Linked DNA regions of Mus musculus: region 1 is linked to region 2. The links are chromatin contacts, called in public promoter capture Hi-C maps. All regions are on one chromosome and are shown on one strand. The core of a region is the stretch at or near the end of the contact, and the rest is flanking DNA. Distances in the headings are between cores, read along the strand shown. Region 1 overlaps Ssr3 (signal sequence receptor, gamma). Region 2 has its middle 90 kb from the start of Gm25222.

Evidence for each region. Capture Hi-C pulls out chosen DNA fragments and counts their contacts.
Region 1: a contact with region 2 is called in a promoter capture Hi-C map of adipose tissue, with 4 times the contacts expected there. The contact joins two enhancer-like sites. A contact is called at or near these places in 6 of 39 promoter capture datasets (the 3T3-L1 cell line, 3T3-L1-derived adipocytes, cranial neural crest and 2 more), 1 of 15 datasets of contacts at CTCF or cohesin (hippocampal excitatory neurons), 8 of 484 Hi-C or Micro-C datasets (3T3-L1-derived adipocytes, the AML12 cell line, the HPC-7 cell line and 5 more), 4 of 115 datasets of contacts at active chromatin or transcription factors (astrocytes, bone marrow-derived macrophages, fibro-adipogenic progenitors and 1 more) and 1 of 9 other capture datasets (adipose tissue).

Annotation. Positions count from the first base shown.
Region 1 is chr3:65,378,050-65,383,954 of GRCm38.p6, reverse strand. Ssr3 (signal sequence receptor, gamma) reads left to right here. Exons shown (of 5, transcript NM_026155.3): 4 at 832-963; 5 at 1,921-4,298. The coding sequence ends at 1,987. It overlaps Kcnab1 (potassium voltage-gated channel, shaker-related subfamily, beta member 1), which reads right to left. Exons shown (of 14, transcript NM_010597.5): 14 at 5,730-5,905. Among named protein-coding and RNA genes, the nearest start is that of Ssr3, 12 kb to the left of the region's middle. Within about 2 kb of position 3,269, at least 23 of the 459 cell types and tissues checked have an H3K27ac peak or open chromatin away from gene starts, as enhancers often do. A contact at or near this core is called in adipose tissue, where this site is marked.
Region 2 is chr3:64,981,607-64,987,062 of GRCm38.p6, reverse strand. It overlaps a transcript of Kcnab1 not described here. Among named protein-coding and RNA genes, the nearest start is that of Gm25222, 90 kb to the right of the region's middle. Within about 2 kb of position 3,007, at least 8 of the 459 cell types and tissues checked have an H3K27ac peak or open chromatin away from gene starts, as enhancers often do. A contact at or near this core is called in adipose tissue, where this site is marked.

The DNA.
Region 1 (5,905 bases), core at 2,020-4,519, 400 kb before region 2:
TGACTTCATACCCTACCAGTGGGGTATAATTAGTCTTTAAAAAATGATTTTGTAAAGTTAATTAGCCAAGTGGAATAAAATCTGCTTTAATCACAAACATTCAGAATATTATCTTGGCCTCTTGGATAAAAAGCAGATACATATGGGAGCATTTAAAACAGATTTAAAAGTAAGAATTTTATGGAAGTTAAAAACATCTTCCTTAAGATTATATAGATTCCTTGTTCAAATTCAGTAAAGACAACTAAAGATAGATTTGGTGAGTTTGTGACTGTATTCTTGGCATTATCTCTTTAGGGTGTAAAACTAAGAGCTTAAGCTATGCCTCTAGAGAAGATAAAGTCAAAGAAGTCTATGTCATATCAACCATTGAGACCAAGTTTTAAGTGCAGCTCTAACTAAGGGCATCAACCTTTTGATGTGTACGTGATATGACATCATCCATAAATAGGCTACATCTGTAGCAGCCCTGGGACACATATAGCTGGTCCACAGGCCTCAGGTTGGATAGTCCCTTTTCTGGGACTCTTAAACAAAGATGCCTGTTTTAGGAGCTTACAAAATGATGTCAGTTGCAGTTAGTATCAGTCCCCTCTACTGAAGCCTTGGCTGTTTGGAGAAATGGTAACACACCCAGTAACTGTTAATTTAGCATCAATAAGAAAAACAGAATTCAGTAGAAAAAAGGAGATAATTTGCTCTAAATTTAATAAATGAAAATGCATTTTCACCCTTGAACACAAAGAAAGGTTTGTTTTTTAGTGAATGAGAACCATTTGGTATGTCAAGGTTTTGGTCATGTTTATAAACTTACTTGACTTGTATCTCTAGAATCCTGTGGAAGAAGAATGAAGTTGCTGATTATGAAGCTACAACATTCTCCATCTTCTATAACAACACTCTGTTCCTGGTTCTGGTTATTGTTGCTTCCTTCTTTATACTGAAGAACTTCAACCCCACAGTGTATCCTTTAGAAAGTTTTCCTATAAACAGTAGTTTGTTGTGTTTTTAAGCTATCTGGTATGCTTGTGGAAACAGAAACTTACCAGACTCAGTTAAATAACATTAACTATATGTAGGTGTCTGTGGACTTAGAGCTTAAGAGTTTCTGGCTTGACTTAGTGTTTTTTAAATCTATAAATTGTAGTTTTATGGTAAATAGTGTGTTATAAAGCAATGTTACACTGTCTGACTTCGTCTACCTTCCTGTCTACAAGGAGTCAAAGTCAGAGTAAATGTGCTGTCTTCACTGGTTCTGTCATTTATGCTGGCTTTGGGGGTTAGGTGATAGTCAGGGTAGTTACAAATGCACAGTTTATAATATCTTCATAGTGTTCAAGATGCTTTTAAATTGAACTTTGGCCAAGAGTTATTTGTTTTTTTATTAAAGTAATTTTTTTTTATCAAAGGTATTATCCAGAAAAGCACAGCCAGACTTTTTAATAATCAGAGCTTATGGTGTAATGAAATATCAGACACTTTCCAACTCATCTTTTGGGAATACTGGTGGACCTTGCCAGAGTGCCCCCAACATGGTTTGCTCAGTCTCTAAGTAGCCAGGAACCTTCAGAACCTCCTTGCCTTATAGGCTGACTGGTAGCAGCACGCTGATTGACTAGAGGTTTCCCCTTTACTATTTTGCTTGTCTGCATGCTCTTTGACCAGTTCTTCCATGAGGGTTACATGGAACTAGGATGTGTTCTTTGTTATTATTTGTTTTAAGTTTGTCCCAAGTGTCTTTTCAGTATTGAAGCATATTGCTTGTAGGTATTTTGTCATGTTTATAGCCTCCCATGCTGTAGATTGTGTTTACTGACAGTCCAACTACATCTACATATTTGTGTCAATAAGGAAAAGTCTTATTGTTAAAAACCTAATTTAGGGGGTCTCATTTTTTTTCCTTAACATTAAATCTTACAGAAACTACATTTTGTCCATAAGTGCTTCATCTGGACTCATCGCCCTCTTGTCTACTGGCTCCAAATAGACCATGTAGCTTGGCCCTCTGCCTTTGTATCTCGGGGTGGCCTGTGGTATATGGGAAAGCATCAGGGTGGCCAGGTTGGGAGACACATAAGTTGTTTTTATAGTCTGGAGCTTCAGGGTTTAAAAATGCAGTAGAATGTAATTCAGTGTTTGTTTATTGGCTGTTTTTGACAGATTGCTGAAATTAAATGAATTGAAAGGGAAACTCAGAGTACCAGGGCATTTTATTAAAAGGCAAGGAGTCTTGCAATGTGCTGTAATCACGAGGAGAAAATAACTTGTTTCCTACATCTGTCAGAGGTCATGGTAACCTGGACTGAGCTGTTATTATTTATAATAGGAGGAAGAAGTTAATAACTGGTTCTCTGTGTTCCAAGCACAATATTACAACTTTTCGAACTGTAAATCTTAGAGTGAATCCTCTTCCTAAGGAATTAAACAGAAGCCTCATTTTCTTTTTAACAAGGCTTCAAATTTGTAATTTATAATAACTCAAAGTTAATTGTAAATTACAGGGCCTCTCCAATTTGAGGGAGGGAAACTTGCAGAATCTTTTTTTTTTTTTTTTTAAAAGAAAGGCAGCCAAGGTAGTTACCTAAAAATAGTACCCAGGCCTATGAGTGTTGGCCTGTGAGGCCAAAGCACACACTGTTCAGCTGTATGGCTTTGGCCCTGGGTGGCCGGGAGGTCAGCTTGACCCTGCCATGTTGGTTTGATGTGCGAAGTCACTGGGATCATTGTGTCTATGACCAGGCTTTCGCACCACAGGCAGAATATTAAGTGAGAGAGTATTTCTACTGTGATTATTGACACATGAGAGACCAAAAGAATTTTTGTGAACGTAACCCTGGAATTCTTTGGGCTCTCCAAAGAATTTACAGTGGTTTAAAATGGTTGTCAGCATTTTTCCATGAGGACTTTAATAAACTTAGCCCCGTTTGCTCAAGGTTCCTTTTAATTGTGAAGTGCTGATCACATACATTTTTGGGGGGGTCTAGCAAAGAGTAGCCTCATGTTGTGTGGTCATAACCCCCACCCCCCCATGTCTTTTCCCCACTCATTATGTACAGATTCTGATTTTGTATGCAATGACTTCACAGTTTGCAAAGTGCAGCACTATGATCACTGATTTCATATTCCTATTTGCCGTTCACCACACCCAAGAACTTTCTGTAAAGGGAAATATTACTAATATCTAGTTTCTGCTTGTAAACTTAAGAGGAACATATGACTCTATTTTTAACTTTAAAGATATTTACAAGGAGTAGAGCTGTTTCTGTGCTGGTAGATGTTTCTGTGGTCTGTGCTACTTAGGGAACTCAAGAGGAGTGCACTTGTATAGTCATGTTACTCCTTACTGTCTGCCTGGAGAATCATTTTATCTCCAAGTGTTCAGTTCTTTTCAGTGATACATTGTTACCTGAGTGTCATTTCCAGGTAATGTGGAATGAATGGGGAAATGAGAAGGGATTCAAAGCAAAGTACATTTCAGTAACACATATGAGGTAGGCTGTTTTGTTGTTTTATTTTAATCAGTATTTGGCTGGTAAAATGATAATTTGATAAACCATCATGTTACCAAAGCTAAACCAAACTCCTTCTAAGTGACTGCTGTGAACTTGCCACTAGGTGGCGGTGCCTGTGTAGCTGGGGAGAAAGTCACCACCTTTATCTTTATCTGACAGTATGGTCAGAAGCTCAAGAAATCGGGATGTCAGCCTCAAATTTTTAATTTTAAGTAGTAACCAAAAGTTTGTTGGGAGAGTGATTATGCAGTTTTCTTCTGTCTTGACTGTTTCCTGCGACTGTCTTTGTTTTTAACTCTGAACATGTTCTCTAACTCTGTGCTACCACATTTCTGTGTGTGAAGTCATGCAGCCAGTGTATCAGCCCTTTGTACTTAGAAGTGTGGCCCCTCCTCTCTAGCCTCTTCTCCACCATTGAACATTGCACATAGGATTACGAAGTGTTCAGTAAGACAGTGAAATCTGTGGCAGGCAGAGTTTGTACCATAAAAAGACCCCATACATCACACCAGTAAAATAGGACATTCAGAGTGCTCACATTCTTTCCTTTCTCATATGTGTGATAGGTAGACTCTTAGTGTTAAGAATTTTTATTTCACGATTTACTCATTTATAACTTAATAGAAGTCTTGGATTAAATATACAACTTGTACTGTTTGATATATTGTTTTAATTTGGAAAGGATAATTTGAAGTTAACTGAAATGATGGAAGTGGAATTTATACTCTGCATTTTAAAAAAAGTCTTGTTATTAATAAGTATGATTAAACTTTGTTTTTAAAAATGTGTTTTGTTTTTCTGTAATTCTTTATGTGAACCATAAGAGTATTTATTACACACTTTATATTAGACCTCTTTCCTACACGTGTAAGTGCCCTGTTGAAGTCTCTGGCCAGATGTCTGAGACAGTGACAGGCGTAGCACAGTTACAGGAAGGAACAGTCCGTCCCTGCCCTAGTGTGCTGCTGTGTGCCTGCTGGGCCTTCCTACCAGGCATTATGTTAGGAAGGATTTGTATGAATGTACACGTGTGCATGTATGAAGAATACCAGCATATCGTTTATTTCCCACCTATTTTGAAGTCTTAGGGTAGTTAATAGGAGATTGGGCGGGTCTTTCATTTTATTTAATTTTAATTTTATATTATTGTGCGGGTAGATACTCGGACACATGCACAATAGCTGAGGTAGAGAAAATTGGGGTAGCAGGGCAAGTGTGTCATCATGTATACATGAAGATCAGAGACTATTTCGTGGAGTAGGTTGTCTCTAAAAACAACAACAACAACAACAACAACAAAAAAACCCTCATATAATTGAGTGTAAAAACAGCCCTATAAAGAAAAAAGTCTTTAAAGAGCTGTGGGCTAGCATACAGGGACTATGGGTTGTAATGAACTAGCAGTTTGGGTCAGTTTCTTTATCTGTCCTGACCTGAGTTCCTTGTTATGCAAGTAGTGGCTTTGCCACTTAGGTTCCTTGAAGCAGTGCTGTTGCTGTGTGCTTGAATGATATTTGGCAGTCTATGATGTTTCTATCAGTTCCTGAAGTAGGAATCCAGGCCCAGAGTTTGTAGTTTGTATTTGTCTTGCTTGAGACCAGTATGACTAGTTTTTTGCCATGGAGTTTTGAAGAGGAAATTAGTAAATGAAGCTTTTCTTCATAAGGGTAAAACTGAAATGCATTACTCAGTTTACCTTGGTAGATATGTCCAAATTGGCTGCTTCCACAGCTAACTAGTGTTGCCCATGTTTGGTTTAAATTTGCAGCTGCTTTCAAGAGGGTTTGAGAACCTTCAACTTTAGTGTGCAGTTTTCCAAAATCCACTGAAAGGAAAGGAGTTTGCAAAACATTTTTTAGTTTTCTTGTAAGTGCAGTCCAAGCTGGCCACAAACTTAAAACCCATCCCCCCAGTTTCTCAAGTGCTATGATTACAGGTGTGTGCCAGCACGCAAAGCTTGCAGCACAAATCTCGGTCTTTTTTTCTTTTTTGTTGGGATGGTGGTGGTTGAGAGAGTGTCTAACATATCTGAACTCTGGATCCTGTGCATTCTGTTTCCTCAGAGACGGGAGTTCCTTGTTTCAGCCTGTTTTTAGTCACTGTGACTTCTCTTAAGCATTCAGTGTAGTATAGCTTTCAGTATAATTTATTTAGGGGATTATTGTTTATTTCATGGTGACATTTTATTTGTATTTTATAATGAAAGACCCAAAAGATGTATTATGAGATTGCAGATGCCTTTATTACTCTAAGCAAATAAATTGATTTTTATTTAGACAGCACTCCACTCATTTATACGTACAGTAGTTCAGTGGATTACATTTACAGTGAATAGATGGAAAGTTAGCTCATCTCTATCATTATTCAGATATTCACGGGTGAAACTCCCAAGT
Region 2 (5,456 bases), core at 1,758-4,257:
AAATAAATCCTTTTCTTCCCAAGTTATTTTTGATCAGTGTTTTATAAAGTTACATAAAGCAAACTATGATAGTACTTGTTCAGGGATATCCTCAGGAATACTGACTTTGTACAAACTATTGAAGGACAGAGGACCATGTAACTTACTCTCAAAAGTTTGGGAAAACAAATAAGGCAAAAGATGTGGGGAAGGAGCTTGTTGGATCATGGGCAGTTTTTAAAACAAATAGAGCCAAAACATTTGTGTTAAGAGCAAAGGGCTACAAGTACGCCTCTATTATTCTTGCTTGTTTTCTGTAGTTTGAAGTTCCTTTCAATAAAAAGGCTAAAGCAAGCAAAACCAAAATGACCTGGGATGAACACACAGAATATTTTCCAAAGGAAGGCCAGTATTATGGTTTACCTTTATTGTTAACTTGGTTTGACTTATAATCACCTAAGAGACACACTTTTGGGTATGTTGGAGAAAATTTCCAGAGAGGGTTAACTGAAGAAGGCATAGTATGAGTGTGAACGGCATCATTCCATGGACAGAAAGAAGAAAAGGTACAGGCTAAATCTCTGTGTCTCCCTGCTTCCTGACACTGGAAACAATGTGACCAACTGCTTTATTTTTCTTCTGCTACAGTCTTAGTTGAAGTGTTGTTCTCTGTGCCATGGTAGACCATATTCATATTCTTTCAGCCAAAATAAACTCTTCCTCTCTTAAGATTCTTCTGTCAGATATTTCTGTTATGCCAGTAAAAAAATAAATTAACAAATATAGCTTGGAGTGAGAGGTCTGCTCTTTTGCCACTCAGTCAGCCATGCTTAGGAGTTGGTACCATAGACTATTTGCTCAGTAAAACATGCAATTGGTGATTTTGCAAAATAACAATAGCAGGTCTACTGTAGTGGTTATGAACTTCTTAACTACAGGCTTTTTGACAAGGACTTCAGTACCAATGATGAAATCTCCTTCATGTGCCCCACTTAATCCTTTAACCACCAGGTTATTCCTTCTTTTCTATCACATTTATTATAATATTCCTCCAGTTATATTTTTAATTGGGTTGTAAGAAAGTAGACGTCAATGGGGTTTCTTATCTACCTTCCTTTTAATTAACCCTCTACCTGCACATCTCGATTTTCCCTGGACTTCTGTTGTTCTTCCTGTATAAGCTTCCCCATGCCCAGTATTCCACTTCTCTACTTTCTTTTCATCTGAAACCCTCCTTTAACATGGCTCTTTCCCAGAGGTTCTTTTCTGGCTTCCCAGATATATGCTTCAAGTTTAACACACACAGGGAAAACAGGTTGCATTTGTCTTTCTGCACTTGAGATACCGTATTCAGTATGTTTCCTTTGTTGTTATTGTTTTATCCATTTACCTGCAAATTTCAGGATTTCATTTTTCCTTACAGTTGAGTAATATTTCATTGTGTATATGTGCCTCATTTCTCTTATTCAGTCACCCGTGGATAGATATATTGATTGCACTTCTAAACTATTGTAGAGTGTCAATGGAGTAGAATCAGCAGTTGTTATTTTGCCAAATGGCAATGCTCTCAAATTGTCTTCTAAATATGTATAGTTACACTTATAAACCTGTGCCATTTTCAGACTGGACAGAGACGCTTCTTGTTGCAGAGAATAGTGGTCTATGAAGAGATGCATAATTTGTGAAAGCACTGAAAATAAGAGATGGGATGTTTAATCTGAATGGGATATCTCTATTAGCCCCTGTTCCTGCCAACACTCAAAGAACATTGTGGAAGAGAAGGCAGAAAGAATGGGAAAGACAGAGGTTGGGGAAGAGTGCTGGGAAAGGTTTCTGCCCATGCTATTGTACTCATGAACTCACGGCAGCCAAGGTTGTCTGCACAAGACCTGCATAAGAGCAAGCCAACCAAACCCCAGCTTAGCTGGAGGAGGAGCTCTCAACACCTTACTTCTTACTGAGAAGCCACTGTTCGTCCATAGCTGCTCAGAGGGGCAAAACCATTCTTTTATGAGCTGTGTTTTATGTTCTGTATTTTGTGTTTTCTTTTGTTTTGTTTTTACAACTAAGAAGGTGTTTCATGATCCAGTGCATGGCTCCATATGCATGTCCATATGTGTAGCACTAATTGGATCCAGAGAGTAGTAGACAAAGGGAAAAAAGGTGGGGGGAGGGAGATGAGTTTGGGAGGGGACATGTTGAAGGAAATATAGAAGGAGTTGAAAGATAGAAATTCAGAGAGTAGATATGATATTATTGTATTGTTTATGTGTATGAAATTCCCTAGAATCAAAAATCTTAAAAATTAAAATTAAAATAATAAAACTTCTAACTGGGTTAGGCTACAATAAATCTGCTACGGCAACTGGGCTTCCAAGAGGATGCCAGACATAATGTTAGCTTTTTTTTTCTCACTATGAAAAATGTCCTGTTGACACAATCAGGTAACGCTATTGATTCTGATGAAAAGCAGCCTGCTAGCTTCATTACAAGGAATGAAAAAGCTTCCTTTTCTTTGTGAAATAGCACACCCTACTGACATCCACAAGCACTGAAGGGAAATTCAGAAGTGTTTGGTAGGGGAGGCAGTGGAAACAATCTTTTGGTCTATGGTTGCTCCATTGTCAAGAAAACCAGGTTCCAAAATACCTGTTGTGTTCAGAGGAGCAACTTCCACATGAGAAAATATGGTTCATGTAACTCAGTCTTACTCTTAAGCTTTGAATCTGATATTTTCATCAAGGCAGCCTTTACCCTAGAAAATCACAGTGGAAATTTCAAAACAAATTGGAATTTCAGCTCTCAATATTCTGAGCTGCAATCATACTCAGGTTCTGGGGCATTTCTTATTTAAAGTGACACTGCCAAGCCGTATTTGTTTTAGAATGTCCGTTCCATTCCCTAGGCAATAAGCACGTGGTTCAGCACTGAACAGGCCACTTTGCTCTGCCTTTCAGGTCCACTACCAGCAGCCTATTCAGATTTTAAATCACATACATTCCCAGCCTCATCCATCTCAGTGCCATCTCTGTCCCTCCAGAAATGTTGCAGGAGAGACACAGCCTGAGGCTCAGGGAAATCAGCACAGGCCCCAGGACTGACCCAAATTAGACCAGCCTAAAATAAATCATGTCAGCGTGTCTTAATATGACTCCTGCACAGGCAGTATTTTCTAGGCTATTGTTTTGTAGACGTGGCCATAGCTCCTTTAAGCAGGTTGGAATGTGCCAAGCATCCCATGGAAAGAACAGGCCATGGGAACATGTAAAGAAATGTACGAAATATGAGGGTACAAGGAAGACAATGGTGAGTTCTATTTTAATACAAAATAAATACTTTTCCCCAGTACCTCAGCCCTGCAATCTTATGGAAAGCAGAACAGATTACCTTCCTGGTGCCTTCTATAAGCCCTCAGTGTAAATGCTATTTTCCCATAAGGGTTTGTTCCTTTTGTTTTATAGAGTAGGAGGCTATAAGAGAAGAAAGGGGGAGAGGCTGAGCCTGTGTGCAAATCGTTGTGTGAGGTTATTAGATTCTCATTATGACGGAACACTCATCCATCTCAGAAAGGTGTTTAGAGTAAAAAAGTGCTTCAAACTGCTCTTTTGAAGGTTTATTTTGAGAGCAGTGAAAACCAACAGCCAACAAGTACCCTCAAACTCGGACATGTCTGATAAAATGTCTTAGCTGGGTAAGGTGCTCCTGACTTAACTTCCCCTTGTTCAGCCCCCTTTTGTCTCTTTGTGTGAAGTCAGTGTGAAGCACTATGTATGTTCTCACCTTGGGGCTGCCTATCAATATAGAGCACCTGTTTCTTACCCTCTCCTCTTGGTTTTAGGCCAAGGCTCTCTTCTTCCTGTTTCCATCTGCCTTCTAGAAACTTTGTGTAGTTCCCCCTTATCCGACTCAGTGTGATGGCAGCCTCTAAGATGTCTCCACTCTGACAATACCATCTGACACTGGGGAAAGCTAGCAGGAGAGGAACTTGAGCTGCTGGGAGTTTGGGTCACTTCCATATTAGTCCCTCTTAAATATTTTTATTCTAAGCACATTACTCAAGGCAGGAAGAGTACAGTATTGATGATAGGTACCATCATATTACAACCATTTGGAGAACAAGTTAGCTCAAATTCTAATTTGATCAAATGAGAATTCACGTGTTAAGTGAAGACATGAGAAAAAATGCATTTTCTGAGTGTTTTCTAAAGATCTACTACAATAGAAGAAGCAATGAATTTGTATGAGCCAATGGGGAGAAATGGTAGTGAGCTCAGGATTGTGTAAGATTTACTTTGTAGGTGTTATTATTTTCTGTCCATCTTTTAAAGGGAGCCAATACATGTTTCTTTTCATTGCTTCAAGTAGAGGGAGGTGCAGTGATTGAAGTTAATAGTCCCATTACATAGGAGGCAGGATTTATTTACTTACTTACTTACTTATTATTTACCATGAACTTGAAACTGAAGCTATGCAGAGAGTTCCCAGTCCTACTTCAGCTAATGTGAGAGGCCTTGTCTACTTGCCAATAATAAACATAAATACAGAAATTCCCCACGTTTAAACAAAACTAATCAGCATTGGAACAAGTGCCATGTTAGGTCCACAGAAAAATCTAAGAGTGAACCCAGCCTCTGGTAACATGTGACCTGCTGCTGTGATGTTGATTTAGTCTGTTTTTCAGATGGGGAATGGAATTCAGCAAAGACAACCAGATAACCTTAATGTCTAATATGGAAGAAGACAGGAAGCTAGGGCACTGTTAGTAGGAAGCTAGAACACTGCTGGTGGGGATCAGATGTTCCAATTTGCTCTTTAATATTTTTAATGCTCCCCAACTTATGAATGGATGCTCCTCAGTTAAGAACACACTTGTAATGAGAACTTGCAAAGCCCAAAGGTTTTGTAGGATTATAGAATAGAAAAGCTCTAATCCTCATTGTCCTGGTGGAGATAGAATAACTTTGATAAGAAACACACACACTTGACAAGCTTATATAAAGAAAAGATCAACCCATGCTGTGAGAGAGAAGGGAAAACCCAAGGGTTGGGATCATCTAGGCAATGGGGTTGAAAATGCATCTTCTGGATGAAATACTCAGCAGAGGCAGAGGCTCAGTGATCCAGGGAAAGGAGCAGAGGGTCAGTGTACAGAGGAATAGGACTGGAACAGGAGATAGGCAGAGCCTGGAAAGGCAGACAGAGTGGAATGATACAGTTGCAGGTGCTGTGTGTGCATATGCATGTGTACATGTATATGAGTGTGTGCGTGTGCACTGTGTGTGTGCATGTGTGTGTGCGTGTGAGTGTGCGTGCGTGCGTGCGTGTGTGCGTGTGTGTGTGTGTGTGTGTGTGTGTGTGTGTGATTTTGTGATGTATGATAGGAATTGGAAACATGAGCAAGCACAGGACTGTGACTTAACCAGCAGGAGACGAGTCCTCAATGTGTTGCTGGCTGGAAATGTCACTTGACTCAATAG